Regions from separate parts of the Sus scrofa genome. Here region 2 is linked to region 1. Evidence: chromatin contacts called from public HiChIP or PLAC-seq data. All regions are on one chromosome and are shown on one strand. Each heading gives the region's core, a stretch centred on a gene start, on an enhancer-like site or on the middle of the called end of the contact. The rest is flanking DNA. Distances are from core to core; before and after follow the strand shown.

Evidence for each region. HiChIP or PLAC-seq counts read pairs in DNA pulled down with a chosen protein or histone mark.
Region 2: a contact with region 1 is called in an H3K27ac HiChIP or PLAC-seq map of alveolar macrophages, with 7 times the contacts expected there. The contact joins the promoter of GTF2A2 here to the promoter of ANXA2 in region 1. A contact is called at or near these places in 1 of 5 promoter capture datasets (liver) and 1 of 2 datasets of contacts at active chromatin or transcription factors (alveolar macrophages).

What each region holds. Positions count from the first base shown.
Region 1 is chr1:111,584,396-111,590,934 of Sscrofa11.1, reverse strand. ANXA2 (annexin A2) reads right to left here and starts at 1,711. Exons shown (of 13, transcript NM_001005726.1): 1 at 1,669-1,711. It overlaps LOC106508978 (a long non-coding RNA gene), which reads right to left. Exons shown (of 3, transcript XR_001306165.2): 3 at 4,928-5,249.
Region 2 is chr1:112,369,211-112,375,326 of Sscrofa11.1, reverse strand. It overlaps GTF2A2 (transcription initiation factor IIA subunit 2), which reads right to left and starts at 4,051. Exons shown (of 5, transcript XM_003121470.4): 1 at 3,896-4,051. It overlaps BNIP2 (BCL2/adenovirus E1B 19 kDa protein-interacting protein 2), which reads right to left. Exons shown (of 14, transcript XM_003121469.4): 14 at 4,923-6,116.

The DNA of each region.
Region 1 (6,539 bases), core at 462-2,961:
AATAATACAACTCCCCTAGGATGCTGGGCATTTTAGGACCACCAGCCATTCCTAGTATTGAATATTAATGAATATGGATTCAATCTGCTAGTCTCTAGCTAGATATACAAGGAGGGGAATGCAGAACTGGATAAGCAGGGATGGGCTTTTGCCATTTGGCAGGGGCGTGGGTCTTCAAAGAATCAGGAGGAAGAGAGACAAAAGTGGGGAGGGTGACAAAGATATAATTTTACAATTAAAATAATTTAATAAGGGTCAAGCTTAAAATGAAGAAAAAGTTCCAGTGAAATGTTTCAGTGATTTATTCTTTTTATCTCCATATCCTCCCTAACCTACCCTTTCACTTTCCCTTCGCTCCCCAACAGCCCACCTCCCAAATTCCACATATATTATCAGTATTTTTGATTCAGTGCACACAGGGTCTCTGGGCTAGTCTGACAAATTAAGCGCCTTCCATAACATTGCTTCAGTGGGAAAGTGAAATCGGCATCCCAAATAACCAAGTTCCAGACAAGCACAGTTAGGCACACTTTTGGATAGAACCCACTAGTAGAGTTCTCTGAGTGTCGGGGAACAGAATCCTGGACTCCAGAACACTATGGTTCTTGGTAAAGACCCAATACGTACCCATGAGGTTACTGCTCTTCTGTACACAGATGGAGAATACCTTTAAATAACTTTAAAATGGCAAATCTTAACACAAAAATAAGGACACTTTGTGTTGTATGGCACCTAATGTTTTCAGTGTGCTTTACATATTTATTTTTGAATGAACGTGTTTTTTGAAATCTTCATGACAACCCTATGAGGAAGGTAGGAATTGGCGTCCTCACAGAACTCCCAAGCAGCGGCCTGAGGGGCCACGCCCTTTTCTGTACCTTCCGTCCCTGACTCACTGCTGCATCAGTGCAAGTCAGTCAGTGACAACCCTCCCCACAGAACCCCGGGGTTGGGGGACACTTCCTTCCCGATGCAAAAGTGGTCAACCAAGTAGGGAAGGATACACGGAAATCAGAAGTTGCTCTTACAAGATAATCTAGACAAAGGAGAATGAGGTTTCTTCATTCTGTTTTGTTTGACTGGAGCAGGGGGCCGCTGCTAACAGCTCCCACCCCTTATCCTCCCCTCACTGCTTCCCTTCTACTAGTCGGCACAAGTTCCATAAATGCGCCTCTGTTTCAAGTAAAGTAACTTGGAACAGGTGGGGATTTCTTTCTAGAGGGTCGTGTAACGCGTGGAGGGTGCCGTAAGTCTGCTCTCCACCAGACCCGGGGCTCCAGGGCGGCCACACCCTGCCCCCCGCCGCGTCTGGCCCGTCTGGAATGCGGGGCCTCCCCCCGCCCCCCGCCCCCCGCTCCTCTCTCGGCGCCACTTCTCCGGGCTTCCTGCGAGCACTTCGGGGATGGGATGCCCAACCCCCTTCTTCTGCCCTGCACTCCCCAGGCTGGGGCGCACCTGGCCCCCCCTCACTCCAGTCCAGATCCCCACTATGCCCCCTCCCCAGAGAGCCCCTGGTGCGGACGGACTCTCCAGCCCTCTCCCCAGACAGCCTCGGGGTCCCCACCACTGGAGCTTCTCTTTGCAAGGCCGTCTCCTTCCCCGCCTCTCTGCGCCCCGCTAGCGCGGTGGCCCCAGGGCCATAGCGGGCGGACGAGGCGCCCCGCTTACCTGGGCCAGGCGCCGAGCGCTGCGAGCGTCCCCAGATGCAGAGCGGAGCTGCCTGACCTGGGTGGGGCTTTTATAGCCACCACATCCTCCCCGCCGAGGCCCGCCTCGCCCCGCCCCGCCCCGCCTTCCCCTGCCCTGGCCCATTCGCACCCGGAGTCGGGAGTCGGGGTGACTCACCCTACCCAGCCCGCCCGCCGCCGCCCGCAGGGTCCGCCTCGCCCTGTAACGTTCCCCGGGCCGCGCCAGTGGGAGCGGCCCCGCGCCCACGGCGCTGCCCTCCGGTAAAGCGCCGCCGAGGCTTCCTTGAGGCCCAGTACCGGCTTCGTTTCTTCCTCCCTTCCTCTTTTACTTCTGGAGCGCCACGTCGAGTTCTCAGCCCCGGCTCAATTTATAAATTGGCAAGACTTGAGCCGACTCTGAGCTTGGCTATGTCACTTTTTTTTAAGGCGTCAATGCAATGGAAGGAAGAATTGTGCCAAGAAACATAAATCGTGATTCCCCCGAGCTGAGCCGTTGGCATTCAGCTCCCGGTTACCGACAGCACACATATTAGCTTAACCTCTGACCGACAGTTCCTGGGAGGAGCGCGCGGAGGCGCGGCGGGTGGGGGTGGGGGGGGACGGTCCACACGGTCCCGGCGGGCAAACGATTGGTCCGCCCCCGCCTCCGAGCGCGCTGCGAGGCGTGGAACTACGGTGGGAGCTGGGTGGCGCGTTAGGGGGCCCAGACCCGGAGCCAAGTTCTTACCCACCACCCCCCCGCCCCGCCGGGGAGGCGCCCTTTGCCTGAGCGCGCCCTTCGTTTCCCTCCACGCTTCCCGGGACCGTTCAGCCTCCCGTGTGGAGCAGCTCTGCTCTGCGAGTCCTCGTGGCAGGCAGCCTTGGACTGGGTGGGGCCGATGGTTTAGAACCTCGAGTTCCAACAAAGAAGTTTCCTCCCTTCCTTCTTTCCGAACTGCCATTTTTTTGTTTGGTTTGATTTTGTTTCCCTCTCAGCCTCTCAGTAAGCTCCCTGGTTTTGTTCAGTTTCTCATTTTCTTCCATGCTCTTTCCACGAACTGCAGCGGCAACATGCAGACAAACATGGTTTTGTGTATGACTGCGTAAACACTGTATTCAAACCTCAAACTAGAGGGAAAGTTATGCTAAGAATCCAAAAGATCGCCCTTGGCTCCTTTTAATTCCTTTCATACACCTCACGTAGCTCTCTGCTGGTCTTGATGCTTCTGTGTTTTAATTTTCCACCTATGTTACCGTCCATTTTTACTCTTCAGTATCATTTCACTCCTGGGAATCAGAAAATGGTAAGGCCAAGACATCGTTCCCAAGCTCAAAGTCAAATCCAGACCATAAACGGGGCCTCTGGACACTCAACTCAGAGCTCACCCAACCCATTTCTTTCACTCAGAATGAAACACGATTGGCACTGTCAGAAGGACAAATAGAAAAGAAAGCAACTCTGTTCATACAATTTCTGATTTACATTCAGAGCTATTCAATTTAGACTGAAAACTTTTAAGCCAGAAATTGTGTTTTTCTGCCTACTCCCTGAACGTTTTGGAACAGAAGGCGAACACAGGATGATAATAATGGTGGACAAGATTCTGACTCTCTTTCTCTTCTCAGGGCTGATTGCACAGCCTCTGACTCCTAGTTGTGCTGTTATAGGCCCTCTACAGAAGATAAGATTTAATTCAAATCCTGTGGACTACCTAAAAGCCAAGTATCCAAAAGAATGCTTTTGCTTATCTAGGGCATCCAGCAAATCCAAACATACAGATCTGTTCAATAGTCAGAGTTTGCTTTATGCTACAGAATGTCACACTGTTGTTATCAGAAAAATGAAGCTGTTAGAAGTCACAGTTTGCTATTTATGAGCAATGTGGGGCCAGTTCTGCCTCTATAAAAGAAGTTTTGAATGGCTGAGTGCAAAGATCCTTTTTCCTTTCTTGTTTTTCCCCCCATGGCTGGGAGAATGTTTACTACAACAGATCTCAGATTATGTCTGCTATAGTGCATGGTCTCCTCTAAAGCCTTAACTTTATTTTGTTCACACTTTATCTGCTGCACTCACTACTAATAGTGCCTAGCTAGCAGGCATAGGCACTTACTAAAAACTACAGAATAACAGAATGGAATTATTCACCCAAAAATAGCATGTTAGAGTAGAGAGGGACCTTAAGACACTAACTTGGAGTTCCCTGGTGGCTCAGCAGGTTAAAGACCCAGCATTGTCACTGTTGTGGCTCGGGTCACTGCTGTGGCATGGGTTTGATCCCTGGCCTGGAACTTCCACATGCTGAAAGAGTGGCTAAATAAATAAATAAATCTGCTCCAGTAACAGCCAATTAAATTGCTAAAGCCAATTAAAAAAAAAAAAAAAAGACACTACTTTGTCCAATCCTTGATTAGTATAGATGAATAAACTGGAGCCCAAATAATGTCTCCTACCTAGTCCAGAGATTAAACAGTGCACTCAAGTTGCTTATCGCAGTCCCACCAATTATCACCAAAACTGAGTGGTTCAAACATAAACAACCATTTATTTGCTCATGGTTTTGTAATTTGGACAGGACTCAGAACAGCTTGTCTCTACTCCGTGATGTTGGGTGGGGCAGCTCAGCTGAAGTGGTACGATGGAAAGGAATTTCACTCACTGGGCTGGTGCCTCCACTGGGGTTGCTGGAATGGCTGAGAGCAGGCTGGGTCTCTCTGTCCCTTGGACACTCATCTGCCAGGTTTTCCTCTTTACATCAGATAGTAATGGCAGGTGGCTCTCAAGAAACAAAAGCTAAAGTTGCCAGGTCTCTTAGCATGTGGGCTTATGCAACAACAGCCTGGATTGGTTTTATGGGCCCTAGTTTGCCAATTCTTGTTTTAATGCATCATCTCATCAGTTTTTGGCTTTGCTTCTCCCCACTCTTGACTCCACTCTCTGAGATGGCTTTCCTTAAGGAATGGTCCATATTTGTAGTTAAGTAGTTTTCTCAATCTCTTTCATGCCAGTAGAAACTCAAATGTCCAGAAATGTCTTTTCATTTTGAACTGGCAACCTGACAGCTCATTCATTCATACAATTATCCTTAAGATTTTGTAGGATTTTGGAGTTACCATCATGGCGCAGCGGAAACGAATCCAACTACGAACCAGAAGGTTGTGGGTTCAATCCCTGGCCTTGAACAGTGGGTTAAGGATCTGGTGTTGCCATGAGCTGTGGTGTAGATGGAAGACGTGGCTCGGATCCTGCATTGCTGTGGCTGTGGCCCAAATCAACCCCTAGCCTGGGAACCTCCATATAACACGGGTGTAGCTGAAAAAAGAAAAAAACATTTTATAGGTTTTCTATAAATCTTACTGAGGTTCATTTCGTGCTCTAAAATTTATATCCAATTTTCTCAAAAACTTTTGGATTTCTATAAATCTTAATGAGGCTAACTCCATGCTCCAAAATTCACATTGATTATTCTTTTTAAAAACAGAACTCTCTTTTTACTTTGGGCTTGTCAGGTTGGAACAAGACACTTAAGTTTTGTAGAAGCCCTGAGATGGTCTTCAAATTACCACATTAAATCTTTCCAGATCCTAAAAAAAAAAAAAAAAAAAAAAAAGATTTTACAGCCACATGTGATTACATCTTTATCCTAAGGCCATTTCTTACTTTGCACATCTTTCACTGGCTACAATGCTGCTTGCAAACCAAACAGATCTTTATTTAACGAATTTTTTGTCTTCATGTACTTTTTTTTTCTTTTTACTGCCACACCCTTGGCATATGGAAGTTCCTGGGCTAGGGGTCAAATCAGAGCCACAGCTGCAGGCCTACGCTACAGCCACAGCATAGGCCAGTGGCTATAGCTCTAATTCAATCCCTAGCCTGGGAATCTTCATATGATGCAGCCTTAAAAATACAAAAACAGTTATAAGTGATATCATATGGTATTTGTCTTTGTCTTTCTGGCAACAAACAAACAAAAACCAAAAAAACCATAAAGGGAGGGACATATGTTTTCTGTGAGCAGAAGGAATTGTTGGCAATCACCTTTGCAGACAATCTACCACTATCCTTAAACTAGTAAGTGGCAGAACTGAGGCTAGAAGGTAATTGTCTGCCTTTCAATCTACTGCTTTTTCCATTATAGCTTATCTCTCACATAGCACCACTGCTTCAGTGAGACAAGCTATCTCCAGGTCCTCTACATTAGATGGTTTAGACTCTCACTAACCATAAAACTGCTATCACCTTCAGCCTTGTTATATGCAATTAGTATACAACAATGTCTTATATTTGAAGACTTGGCCAAAAGAGGAAAAAGATCTATCTGGAAAACCCAACATTCAAATAATAAGGGTTCCAGAAAGAAAGACAGGCAAAATGGAGAAGAGACAATCATCAAGAAATAACTGAAGATGATTTTCTAGAACTGAAGGCCATGAATTTTTTAGATTGAAAAAAACCACAATAAATGGAAAAACAAACCAAAGGCACATTATCGTGACATTTCAGAATAGTGGATGGGGCCAGGGAGAAGTTCCTAAATGACTCCAGAGATTTAAAAAAACACCTCATATATGAAGGGTAAGAAAGAAGAAGTCTGATACTCAAGACTCAGAAACTAGTTTCTAAATACTATTACCCAATAAATGAACCAGTTCGTGGAGCAATGGCTGATTCCAGAGATGGGACAGAGAAAATACGTGGTGAGCTTTGTGCTAAATGACTGATGGGAACATTTCAAAAAGACAGAAAAGCCACCTTGAAGAGGTTTCCACTGGTTAAAATTGGGGGTAATTTGAGCATCATACTGAATAATGATAGGAATTGGTGATACATATGCAAAAGTCTAATACCTAATTAACGTTTTCCAAAAATGG
Region 2 (6,116 bases), core at 2,802-5,301, 780 kb before region 1:
AGATTAAAGAACCAAATGTAAGGCCAAATACTATAAAAATCTGAGAGAAAAATATAGGCAAAACACCCTGTGCAGTAAGTCACAGCAATATCTTTTTGGATCCACCTCCTAGAATAATGAAAACAAAATAAACATATTGGGGGAATTCCTGTTGTAGCTCAGTAGTAACAAATCTGACTAGGGTCCATGAGGATGTGGGTTCGATTCCTGGCCTCGCTCAGTGGGTTAAGGATCAGGTGTTGCCATGAGCTGCAATGTGTAGGCTGAAGAAGTAGATTGGATCCTGCATTGCTGTGGCTGTGGCATAGGTTGGCAGCTGTAGCTCCGATTCAACTCCTAGCCTGGGAACTTCACTTCCATATGTCAGGAGTGTGGCGCTATAAAACAAAACAAAAAAGTGGACCTAATCAACCTTAAAAGTTTTCGCACAGAAAAGGAAACCATAAGCAAATCAAAAAGACAACCCTACAGAATGGGAGAAAATATTTGTAAATGAAGTGACCAATAAGAGAGTAAGTAATTTCCAAAATATACAAACAATTTATGCAGCTCAACATCAAAAAAACAAACAACCCAATCAAAAAATGGGCAGAAGATCTAAATAGACATTTCTTCAAGGAAAACAGCCAAAAAACACATGAAAAGATGCCCAACATTACTAATTATTAAAGAAATGCAAATCAAAACTACAATGAGGTATGACCTCACACCAGTCAGGTCATCATCAAAAAGTCTACAAACAATAGATGCTGGAGAGGGTGTGGAGAGAAGGGAAGCCTCCTACACTATTGTTGGGAATGTAAGCTGATGCAACCACTATGGAGGACAATACAGAGGCTCCTTAAGAAACTAATCTCACAATCTTACTCCTGGGCTCATATCCATAGAAAAGTATAATTCAAAAAGTTACATGCACCCCGATGTTCACTGGAACATAATAACCAAGACATGGAAGCAACCTAAATGTCCATCAACGGATGAATGGAAAAAGAAGGTGTACAAATATACATAATGGAATATTACTCAGCCACAAGAGAGAATGAAATAATGCCATTTGCAGCAACATAGATGGACACAGAGATTATACTAAATAAAAGTCAACACTATTATATGTAAAATAGATAACTAACAAGTACTTAGTGTATAGCACAGGAAATTCTACTGAATATTCTGTTATAACCTATATGAGAAAAGAATCTGGAAAAGAATGATTATGTATATATGTTTAAATGAATCAGGGGTTCTCTTTGTGGCTCAGTGGTGAATGAACCTGACTAGAATCCATGAGATGCGCTCAGTGAGTTAAGGATCTGGCGTTGCCATGAGCTGTGGTGTAGGTCGCAGACGTGGCTCAGATCCTGTGTTGCTGTGGCAAAGGCCGGCAACTGTAGCTCTGATTCCACTCCTAGTCTGGGAACTTTCATGTGCTGCGGGTGCGACCCTAAAGAGAAAAAATAAATAAAATACATGAATCAATTTGCTGTACACCTGAAACACAGTATTGTATGTAAATCACCTATATACCAGTATAAAATACAAATGAAAGTAAGAAAATATGATAAAAATGAACTTTTATGAAACAGAAACAGACTCAAAGAGAACAGACCTGTGGCTGCCCAGGGGTTGTGGGGAGGGGGAATGGATTGGGAGTCTGGGGTTAGCAGATGCAAACTATATAGAATGGATAAACATCAAGGTCCTACTGTATAGGACAGAGAATTACACTCATTATTTTGTCATAAACCATAATGGAAAAGAATACTTTAAAAAGAATATATATGTGTGAGTATATATATCTGTATAACTGAATCACTTTGTGTACAGCAGAAATGAACAACACACTTCAAAAATAAATAAATACATACATACATACATAAAATAAAAAACCCAAGTTCACAGATAGAGACAGACTCTGGGTTGCCAGAGGTGAGGGCAGTGGGTTGGAGAATCAGGTGAAGGGGGTAAAAATAAAAAATGCAGCTGATTTAAAACAGAAATTTTGACTCATATTCAAAAGATTGATTTGATAATACATGTATTTGTATATAGATCTATGCTAAAAATACATAATCTATAAGTTAAATATTAAACTGATCAAAGGACAAATGAACTGTAATTCTGAGAACAATGAATGTATCCAAATACAGTAAAGAGTTTCAAAACAATATATAGTTATAAAGGAAAAGACAACCTACAGAATGGGAGAAAATATTTGCACATCATGTATCTTATAAGGGGTTAATATCCAAAATATATAAAGCACTCACACGACCCAACAGCAAAAAGCCAAAAAACCTGGATTAAAAAATTGACAAGGGATCAGAATAGAAATTTTCCCAGAGAAGATATACAGATGGCCAACAAGTAGATGAGAAGATGTTAATCATCAGGGAAATGCAAATCAAAAACCGTAACAGGATATCACCTCACACCCATTTGAATAACTATTATCAAAAAGACAAGAAATAACAAGTATTGGTGAGGATGTGGAGAAAAGAGAATCATTATACACCGTAGGTGGGAATGTAAATTGGTGCAGCCAATATGGAAAACAGTATATAGGTTCCTCAAAAAATTAAAAATAGAATTATCATAAAATCCAACAATTCTACTTTTGCTATTGGCATAGGTCGGCAGCTCCAATTCACTCTTAGCCTGGGAACTTCTATAGGCCACCGGTGTGGCCCCAAAGAGAAGAAGAAAAAAAAGAGAAAATACTAATTCAAAACACTATAAGAAAGATAAATGCACCCAAGGTATGTAAACAATCTAATTGTCTATCAATCGATGAACGGTTAAATATGTGGCATATACATATATGCAACAGAATATTACTCAGACATTTTAAAAAATGAAATCTTGCCATTTGGGACGATACGGATGGACTTTGAGGGCATTTGGCCATGTGAAATCAAAGAGACAAATACCACACGATCTCATTTAAATGTGGAAATTAAAAAAAAGAAAACAAAATTAAGCTTGAAGATAAAGAGACTGAGGTTAGGCAAAAGATGGTTGAAACTGCAAGCTTCCAATTATAAATTAATGGCAGTCATGAGGATGGAATGTACCATATGGCCGCTAGAGTTGAAGACACTGTATTGCAAATTTGAAAGTTGCTAAGAGAGGAGATCTTAAAAGTCCTCATAAGAAAAAAGTTATTTGCAACTGTGTCTGGGTACGGATGTTAACTACACTTAATCTCTAATACTTTCCTAGTGTGTGCAAATATTTAATCATTATGTTGTATACCCAAATTTAATGTAGTTTTATGTCAATTACACCTCAATAAAAATAATTTTATAAATACCTCATTAAAAGTCAACATTACTTGCTTTAATGATCGTGGATTCCTAAAAATTCCTTGTGAAATGTTCAATTCTCTTAAACGTGGTATGAGCCACATACATGTAGTACTACCCCATTTTGCAGTTTAGAAAATTCAATTAGAAGGCTCCATATTCGGAAGTAACCCCATAGTCCTACTCTTTTTTGAGCAGACCATCCAGTTTTAACGCATTCTGTGTATAACTTCACATGAGGTTGGCAGGCAGACTTCAGGCAAGCAAAGAAACACAAGAATGAGACATTTAAGGAATGCGCTCCCCCAACATTCGGAGGAAAAACAGTACCCCAGAAACTTTAAGACATTCACCTGGCTAAACATATGGTGCTTGGATGAGGACCTCCCCCAGGTCCGTTCAGTGGAAACCGGGTGGACAAGCCTCCCGGCCGCCTCCCTGCCCTTCCCATCCCGGGAACCGCCGCGGGGCCATCCCGGCAGCCAAGTGGGTAACGGGCGGACCCGAGGCCGAAAAGGCCCTCGCAAAAAACCCAACGAACGCAATCCCTGCTCTGGAGGGTGGCAGGGAGAGCAGGCCGGCTCCCCCAGTACCTGTGGAAAAGGCGCTTCCCGCCGCGGTGAGGAGTGAAGCGGTGCGGCCAGAGACCCAGCGGGAGGTGCCACTACCCGACCACCTCTCGGGCCGCCTCAAACACCGCAGAGCTGAGCTGACGACCCGGAAGCGCTCGCAAAACCTGGAAGTGACACCACGCCGGTGGGCCGGGAAGCCCCGCCCACCCCTGCTCCCACCCGCCACTCCAGCCTTTCAAGAGGGCGGGGATGTGGAGAAGGGAGGGGCGTGGCGCCGCAGTTTTCAAGCCCGAGGCGGCACCACAGTGATCCAGCAGGTTCACTAAATGATCATGAAAACTGTAATTTTAGAGACTACTCTTCTCCACTGTTAGACGCACAATTAGAAAAGGTCACATTTTATGCCTGAAATGTGTTCAGCTTAATACTATTGAAGACCCTAAATTGAAGACAAATTCTGAAACGATTATAGTAGATATCTAATTCAAAACAGGGAGACAACCCATTTAACCCAGCAAAAGGGTATAGTTTGTGAATCATACAGAATTTTAACTCGGGGGAATTTGTATTTAAAATTTGCGCTTAATGCAAGACAAATACTTTAATATTTATTTCGCATTTATGTAATCCCAAATGGTATCCTGTGTATTAAAGGCAGCAGTAATATGCACAGCTGTTTGGTGTTAAGCAGCTGAACAATGATTATGGAGTAAATGTAAAACAAGTGCCACCAACTGGAACCGCTGAGGAGACCCATAAAGTAAACAGATTATTTATGCCATGTTTTCAGCCACTTAATTGAACTGATTTTATTGTTGCATATCCCATAACTAAAGTAATTCTGAACTATGAAATACAAAATGTGATAGTTAAGATAATGTTTAAAATTCAAACAGGATGAACTCTTCACTCTCTTGAATAGGAAGCAGCACCCAAACTACAGAAACAAGAGTAAAAGAAGTCTAAAACTATTCGAAAAGCTTTAGATAAACTTTGTAAAAATTCAGTAGTATAACAGAAGATAGAAAAATGTGATGAGTCAAAAGCAAACTTTTAAATGAATTTATTTAAATTAATTAATGTTGCAAAAACACGATGTGCTATAAATCAGGACACAAGTTACTATATTCCTAACAAGTCAAGGAAAAAGAAAATATTACATCCTCCTAGTACATCAAGACCACAACTGTAGTATTTCTTACAGGGACCGCATCCACATCTTGTACAGTCTTCAGAACTCAATTTCTCACACAGTAAAAGGAGAGCACTAGGCCAGGGAACATCATCTGAAAAGTGGTAAAATAACCACAGTACACTGTCTAAATGGCAGCATGTAAACCTGTAAGAAAAATGTTCAAATCCTTGAAAACGGTATGAATGTACATTAGTGTCTAACAAACTGAGTTGTGTCCCATGTGAATTATGCCCCAAGGGTTGTACAAGTCAGTGGCCTTAAGACCACAAATATTTACTAGGTATTTTATGTATATTAACCATTTAAGGGGCATAACTTCAGAAAATTCAAATACAAAAAGTGCTGTTGAAAAAAAAAAAAAAAAAAAAAAGAGTTCCCGTCCTGGCTCATTGGAAACAAATCTAACTAGCATCCATGAGGACACAGGTTCGATCCCTGGCCTTGATCAGTGGGTTAAGGATCCGTGAGCTGTGGTGTGGGTTGCAGATGCTGCCCCGAGTTGCTATAGCTGTGGTGTAGGCCAAGGCCAGCAGCTACAGCTACGATTTGACCCCTAGCCTGGGAACCTCCATATGCCGCTGGTGCAGCCATAAAGAGAAAAGGAAAAAAAAAAAAAAAAAAAAAAAAAGTGCAGTGGAGTAGGTAATATTATTTTCCAAGTTTCTACTTAGCTACACTGAATGTGAAAACGCACAAAAATTTCAAAATGCAAATATTTTATCCTCTTGTAGAGTGTCTTGTAAAATAGAATTAGATAGCTATCTGAAACATAATTGTGAGTAACATGAAAGCATTAGACCGTTGATTTCGGTTGATTTCGTTTTGGTCTTCGAGGTGTTAAGTGATTTACGTAAACTTTTCATAGCCTTTTAAAAGTAGTTCTCAGAACACAAAAAATTAAGTAGATCATATACAGTTGCAATAAAGTAACAGTTCTATCCAAATTTTAGTGTCACTCCTTGCTATTCAACAAAGTACCTAATTTTCTTTTTTTTTTTTTTTTTTTTTTTGTCTTTTTGCCTTTTCTAGGGCCACTCTCATGGCATA